2 separate regions of the Pan troglodytes genome follow, and region 2 is linked to region 1. A link is a contact called in public Hi-C data. All regions are on one chromosome and are shown on one strand. The core of a region is the stretch at or near the end of the contact, and the rest is flanking DNA. Distances in the headings are between cores, read along the strand shown.

What was found. A called contact is a pair of places that touch in the nucleus more often than the background predicts.
Region 2: a Hi-C map of blood shows a contact between it and region 1, with 4 times the contacts expected there. The contact joins two enhancer-like sites. A contact is called at or near these places in 2 of 7 Hi-C or Micro-C datasets (blood and induced pluripotent stem cells) and 1 of 1 datasets of contacts at active chromatin or transcription factors (stem cell-derived excitatory neurons).

Annotation. Positions count from the first base shown.
Region 1 is chr12:57,864,231-57,867,905 of NHGRI_mPanTro3-v2.0_pri, forward strand. The region is part of intron 1 of LOC134807897 (a long non-coding RNA gene); the gene reads left to right. Among named protein-coding and RNA genes, the nearest start is that of SERTAD2, 110 kb to the right of the region's middle. Within about 2 kb of position 1,966, at least 16 of the 24 cell types and tissues checked have an H3K27ac peak or open chromatin away from gene starts, as enhancers often do.
Region 2 is chr12:57,955,147-57,958,821 of NHGRI_mPanTro3-v2.0_pri, forward strand. No RefSeq gene overlaps it. Among named protein-coding and RNA genes, the nearest start is that of SERTAD2, 17 kb to the right of the region's middle. Within about 2 kb of position 2,130, at least 23 of the 24 cell types and tissues checked have an H3K27ac peak or open chromatin away from gene starts, as enhancers often do.

The DNA.
Region 1 (3,675 bases), core at 716-3,215:
CACAGATGGAGGGCTCGGCCATGGGTGGTGGGTGGAGAGAATGCAGAGCTATAGGCATTCTGGTGGCTTTGGAGGGAGGTAGGAAGATCCGGCAACAGATCGTACCTACTTTCTCTATGAAGGATAGTCTGAGGTTACAGTGAGAATGAAAGAGGAAGGGGAGTTGAGAATATGCAGAGAGAGGAGAAAGTGTGAAATTATTGCACTGCGGAGAGGGAAAAGGAATTTTCTAAGTAACCGTAGTAGGATTGTCCAACAGTTCAAATGCCTGTTTGAAATTTATGGCCAGAAATTTGAATTGAGTCCATCCAGAGTAGCTGGCCGATTTTCTTTAGTGGTGTTCAATTGCTCAGGTGCAGGTGTGAAGTAAACAGTTTGATTTAACCACAGCTGGGTTTTCGCCCAGTGAATACAATGGAGAGAGACCAGAGCAAGGACGGTAGGCATGTTTGCCAGGGAGATTTTGTGTGCTGGAGCATGGAGTTTCAGTTCTCAGCTGGCTGAGAATGAAGGCCTGAGGGGGGAGATGTCATGAGAAAACAGGAGAGTCATGGAATAGAGGTCTGAGATGGGAAAATTGCTGAGTCCAAGAACTAAAGTAAGTGACCTGGAGGACTGATAGGTGAAGGGATCTCTGGATCTGAGAGTTTAGAGATGGTGTAGACATTCATGGTTCCAAGATCTAGCATATGACCAGGAGGCTGAGGCAGGGCAGGAGGAATATTCTGCTAGGGCTAAGGATATTAACAGTCTTAGAGATCGGAGTGTTGGGCGGGTCATCAGCATAGATGCTGAAGTCACCAAAAATGATGATATGAAAGGAGATAGAGCCTGATACTAAAATAATCAAGGGTTGGGGGAAGTGACTAGGAGGGTGACAGATGACATTAACTAGGAGGGGTGATTGGTGGCTTTTTTAATTAAATATTTTTAATTTTTAATACTTTTTAGAGTAGTTTCAGATTCACAGCAAAATTGAGTGGAAAATCCAGAGTTCTATATATCCACCCTCCTGGGAGCAGTGTCCCCCACTATCAACATTCCCCACCAGCATTTGTTACAATTGATGAACCTAAGTGACACATTATCACCCCGAGTCCACAGTTTACATTGATGTGAATGCTTTATTCTTACTTTACGTTACTTTTGCTGTTGTACATTCTATAGGTTTGAACAAATGTATTATGACATTTATACCATTATAGTATCACATCTAGTAGTTTCGCTGCGCTAAGAGGCCGGGCTTTTGAAAGAGGAAGGAGAAACCGTTTAGAAACTTCAGTGATGAATGCGGAGTACATCTTCAGGCCCTGAGCTGCATAGCTGGAGGGAGAAAAGAGCCTCTACTGGAGAGGGCTATAGGGCAGCAGCGTCCTGGGGGCAGGTGGGCTTCTGGAAGAAGAAAGTGAGGGTCCTAGTTTTGGAGGAGCTTGAGAGTAGAGGCCTGGGGTAAGACTGGGGAGCGCAGGCAGGGTGGAGGCAGGGTTGGCTGCTGGGTGCTCAGCAGTGTGGGGTCGGGCATGTGTGCTGTGGTGAGTGGGGGCGGCTGGGGCAGGTGACAGGCCCTGGAGGGAGGTGGCAGGTCGGATACCCTCACCTCGCCCTGTTGTGGAAGCTTTCCAGAAGATTTTGGGGAAAAACAGACTTCCCTTTCCAGGAACCCCTCTAAATTCGGTTGGTCGTGGTTCTCGGGGTTTATTATCTCCTTCCCGGTATCTCCAGCGTTCTTCTTCTCTGTGGATTTCTTATTTCCTCAATTAGACGAACGTTTGGGCAGGAACCCCAGCTCTACCATTTTACACCCGCTCAAGTGCAATACAGCACTTGACACATCATGTTTGTTGATTGCGTTGGATACAACTGCGGTCTGGTTTCCCTTCGCGGCCAGGAATCCAAGAATGCACCCTCACCCCGCGGCTGCCTCCCGGGGCCAGCTGCCGTGCTGGTCCCCGGTAACCCGACGCCGGGCCGCTCCCCCTCCCGCCCCGGGGCTGCGGCCGCCAATGGACGCAGCCCGAGCCTCCGTCTGGGCCGTGGGCCCCTCTCGGCGCCGCCCCCGCTGGGCTGGAGCGGGGGCGCCAGAGGCAAAGGGCCTGCAGGCGCGCGAGCACAAACCGGCTCCAGTTCTCAGCCCCTGCTCGCCGCCCTCTTCGTGTCCCGGCCCCGGCCCCGCCGGGACACCTCTGCCCCCTGCCTCGAGCCCAGGAGGCCAGGCTGCCGCCCCAGGGCGCCCGGGCAGTCGCAGACGGCGGCCTCCAGAGGGCCACGCCGGGGACTCTCCCAGCCCGGGAGCCAAGGCACTTGGCTCTGGCCTCTCTCCACCGTTTGATCTGCCCAGAGACCTTGGGCGGTCCGAGAGCCTCCGAGCCTCAGTCTCCTCATCTGTAGCTGGGGCTGGGCCCTGCGCACCTCTGAGTGGAGTGATGCAAGGGTGAAGGGTGTGAAAGTCTCCCTGTGTTGCCCAGGGGTCAAGGTCAAACCCAAGACACAGTGCCGCCAGCAGCTGCCCCGCCCGCAGCAGCTGCAGAACCGCAGCTCCTCCTGCCACCATCCAGGGAACTCCCTAGCTCCAGAGGAGGAGCCTATCAAGGGCACTTGGCTTTCCTCCACGTCCCCGGCACGGCACGAGGCGTTTCCTGCAGCTCCTAACTTCCAGTGTAGAAATCAACTCCGGGTTTCAGCAACCCTGGGAGAGGAGGCTGGAAATAGACGCTGGGCCAGCAGGAAGGTGCACAGGCGGGACACCTTTCAGCTGCCTGTTTCATCTCCCGTACATGATACTCGCTAGAGTGTAATAAGTGTACCAGAGGAAACACTCACTGACAAAGCCTATTTTCTCCCCAGATGGTTACAAATGCACATTCTTGAGTGACCTTCTACAGGCTACAAATACTGATGTATTTATACTGTACCTTGGGTCATGGTACCCAAAAGAAAAGCAAAGCAGAGCTCAGAAAATACATTCTAGTCTCAAAGAGGAAGGAAGACAAAAGAGGATGTCTTTGTCAGTCTGCATTATGTTAACATTCATAGCCTCCCGTCACCCCCCATGATGGCAGGGCACAGGTCACCTATGGTGATGGGGACATATGAAGTTCCCTGAGTTCTTCACTTCTGTGTCATGTCCTGAACAGTATCCCAAGTTGGCTCCTGGAACCCGCAGCCTTGGCTCACACCAACAATGTCACAGAGGTAAAGTGCTCTCGCTTCCCTGAGCTTGGACTTCAGGGCCTGGCAGCCCCCCCAGGTCCTCACCCTGGATGAATCCAACAGCAGGAAGTGACTGGGGAGTCCCTGAGCAGACAGAGGGAGAGGCGCCCACCGGCCCAGGCCTGATGTTCTTATGAATTCTTTTGGTTCCAGACCTTTTTGGCCTTGCCAAGCCCTACAGGAAAGATCAGAGCAGCTGGAAATTTCTAGCAGGAAAGTGCCAGGTTCTGAACAGGTCCTAGTCTGACTTAGAAACAGTTAGGGGCTGGGGCTGCTGGCGGTTGGCATTCTTGTCTGCTTGGTCTCACAGACAGGCAGGAATTGCTTGCTCTCAGAAGGGAGTGCCGCCCCTGACGCTGGGCTGGAGCCGAAGTAAACCCAGGACACGGGGCTGGGGACGAAAATTAGAAGCCTCACTTCCACTCCAGCACCAAGACAGCGACACAAAGGGCTTCCTCTGCTGGC
Region 2 (3,675 bases), core at 880-3,379, 91 kb after region 1:
GCTTTGGTTTTCTCATGTGTAAAATAAGAGTATTAATATATATCTCAAAGTCCTCTTGTTGCTAAATGAGATACTGAGATTAAAGCACATAGATTAAATGAGATACTGTGTTAAAGCACATAGCAGAGTACCTAGCATAAAATAAATTTCAATACTGATACAATATGATTATTATTTTAGAGTCTTAACCCTGCTGGCTAGAACCTGACTTTTGGACGCTCAAATATTTACAATGTTTTGAAGGGTGTGAGGCTGGCATGTGGGGCTAGGATTGCTCATGACCTATAGCTTGTTCTTGATTCCCCTTCAATCTAGGTCCTGGCTGGCAGAAAGCAGGTTTGGTAACTTAGGCAGGCAGAAGAGGTGGCAGGATGGAGGAAGGGCCCCCGATACAGAGCTGGTACCCACAAAGACAAACCTGTCAGTTACCCTGCACTTCTCTCTCCTCAGCTGGACAACTCTTCCTCATCTCTGCATGTTGTCATTGCTGCCACTGGTTGTAGGTTTTTCTGTCATGGCTGCACCACATTCATTTCTATCTGGTATCACTTGCAGAGAAACGTGATCTGTGCTATGTCCGGGCCCCGCCCAACCTGGGGGTCAGCCCTGGCAAAGAGAACTGCCTCCTAGATATTTATCATAATTGCACAACCCCCACTCCTACCTCGCCCCCTCACCCTGGGACCACTCACACACCTTCTTACCTCCAAATATTTCAGCCACAAACAGCATGCTTTTTGTTAAAATGTTAACCATTCTTTTGCCTGATTTTTTTCTCACGTCCCACATCTAGGAGCTATTTCTGATTTGCTTGGTTGATAAAGGGTTGTACTTTGTACTCTAAACCACACCCAGAGGATACAGCAACGTGGCCAGACATTCCGCAGATGAGGACAAATGCAAAAAAATGAGACCAAGGAGATGGCACTTCATGGGTGAATGAAAGATGCCAGTCTCTTTCACATACTATATAATCAAAATTTTACTTTAAGATAAGTGGAGGGTGGCATGCTGGCTCACACCTGTAATCCCAGCACTTTTGGGAGGCCAAGTTGGGAGGCTCCCTTAAGGCCAGGTGTTGGAGACTGGCCTGAGCAACATGGTGAGATCCCATTTCTAAATAATAATAATATGATAATAATAATAAACGGATGTTGTAAAATCCCTATTTAGAGACCTAATTTGAAAATACTTCCCCCCCACCGCCGCTTTTCCTGCATGCCTTTTTTATTGTAAGCAAGCACCCAAGCACCCTAGATATTACAGAGGTTTGTGATTTATTCAGCTAAGACGGTTTGACCCATATATAAGTATAAAATCCCAGTATCCCCGACTCCCTGAAAGTGGAACTACAACACATTATTTCCCTCAGATAAAATGCAATGAAATTCTCTTGTCCCCTCCCTACCCCAGGAACGCTTGAGCCCTTAAGGGGACAGAACTTATGGCAGTAGGAAGAAAAAATCATGCAGATACAGTTACTTGTGACAAAAAAAAAAAAAAAAAAGAGGAAATGAATTGGAGAAAACAAATTATGAGAGGGATGGAAATAAAACCAGCACTTCGAAAAGGGCAGAAGAACCCAAAGAAAGCGCCAATCAAAAGGGAGAAAGAATTGCAGCACCAAAAAAAAAAAAAAAAAAAAAGGTGCAAACTGGGGCAAATGTATGTGTGTAGGCAGAGAGGGAAGGAGGAAAAGAAGGAGGGAGGGAGAGAGGGAGGGATACCTGGACAGGGTCAAGCTGGAAGAACAAGCAGCGCAAGACAGGAGTCGGGGTGGGGGAATCCCAGAAAAATCTGTTTACAAAAAGACAGGCTTATGGAAATTCCAAAAGTGACTTTAGAGATTCAGATCCAAAATAGAAAAGGACCCAAATACACACATGTCTGTGTGTATTTTAACCAACTGCTGATGTTCTATCTAGACTGGAGGAAATTCTCCCCGGCCTTGAACAGACGCTGTGAGATTTTAGATTTCAAGAGACCTAAATTATCTTCCACGTAGCCTCTTACTGCGCCCCCGCGGCCCGCTTGCCCCAGGCCAAGCCCTCGGGCGCGGCTGGGACACAGCGAGAACGCGCGGTGCGCTGGGGCTGCCCCCTCGCAACTCCCTCGCATTGTCTGCCCGCCTCCCAGTGTCTCCGATTCCCAGGCGCGCTCGGGTTATTGTTCTCCCTTCGCGGGCAGGGAGGAGGGTAGGACCGGACGGGGGAGGCAGCCGGGGGATGCGGGAGGCGGCGATCGGCTGCCACCCGAGCAGGGGCGCCTCGGTCCTTCGCGCCCCGCCGTCCCTCCGCTGAAGACCGTGCGCCCCGGAGTGGGTCTAACGCAACCCTGAGCTCGGGTTCTGCAGGGGACCGGGTCCCCTGCCCCTGCCTGCAGGTCTCCAGCTCCTAGGAGGGAGAGGGGCTCGGGCCAGGGCGGGGAGCGGGAAGCCGGGCGGGCGTCCCGGTGCCGCGCAGTGGCTCCCGCGGGCTGCCTGGGCGCTTTCGGCTCGGGGGAGGGACGCTATGACGCACCCTGTCGGTATTAGAACACTTCACCTTCTATTTATAGACACTCCTCCGACCGCAGACCTAGCTCGCCCTCCCTCTCCTTGCCTTCATCGTGAACGAAAAATCCTACCTAGAATGGGAGATGCTAATACACAATGATCGGGAAGAATTCAATTTTGTGTATCCCTTTGTAATTCCAAGTATTAATTGCAGGTCTAATGATCTCTCTCTGGCCCAAGGAATTCCCCAATTTTCTAAAGCTTTAAAACCTACACTACTTTATTTTACATCCCTTCTAAATATGTCAAATTCGTCTCTTGTGAGTTCATGAAATATTCGCCAAGAATTTGCTCAAGCTGGGTAAGACGTAAACCCATCGAATTCAGGGAAGGGATGTTTCTAGCTGGCTTTCTGTATCTGCGGAACCCTAGCAATTCTAAACGTAGAATTTATTCGGGAAGAGAGAGCATGTAAAGGAAAAATATTGCACATTTCAAACAAAAGCAAAGTTTGTCTTAGTGTTGTTGTTTTTTTTAATTGTGGCTTTTGGATACTGACTTCGTGCTTTTAGCTGTACACTAACCGTGTAATTATAGGTGATTAAAAATAATTCTTACCTAGTCACGTTAACATTTGCAGTAATTAAAACGGGGAATTTTTTTTAACGGTAATTTATTTCTTATAATTTGGTTGGTCTGCTGCAGTCAGCACTGAAGAGGAAGCCTGATTATCTTTCATCTTGGTTTCTAGTCAGTTTCACTTTCTAAACTCCACATACTCCAGAGTCGACTGCCTTTTAGATTTATTAAGAAAAAGGATTGGATATACATACATAGATATAGGTTTGTTTTTTAAAGCCTAACTAAACCATGGCTCGGTTACCATGCCAATTATTCTATAACCACAAAATTCAAGTAGAGTAGCATACAATGTACTGTTCTTGCTAACAACTAGTCTATGAAGTGGGGGTGTCTGTAAAAACAGCATTATTACATGGTTTTGCTGAGGAGAGTATTGTGCCCTACCACTGTATGAGTACTTAAACAACAACCACAATAGCAACTGTTAACAGTGCATTCATTATAAAACACCCATTTGATGGTAGGACCCTCATGAAAGACAATTTGGCAACTGCACTTACCCTTGGATCCAGTCATTTCATTTCTAGAAGTTTATGCTA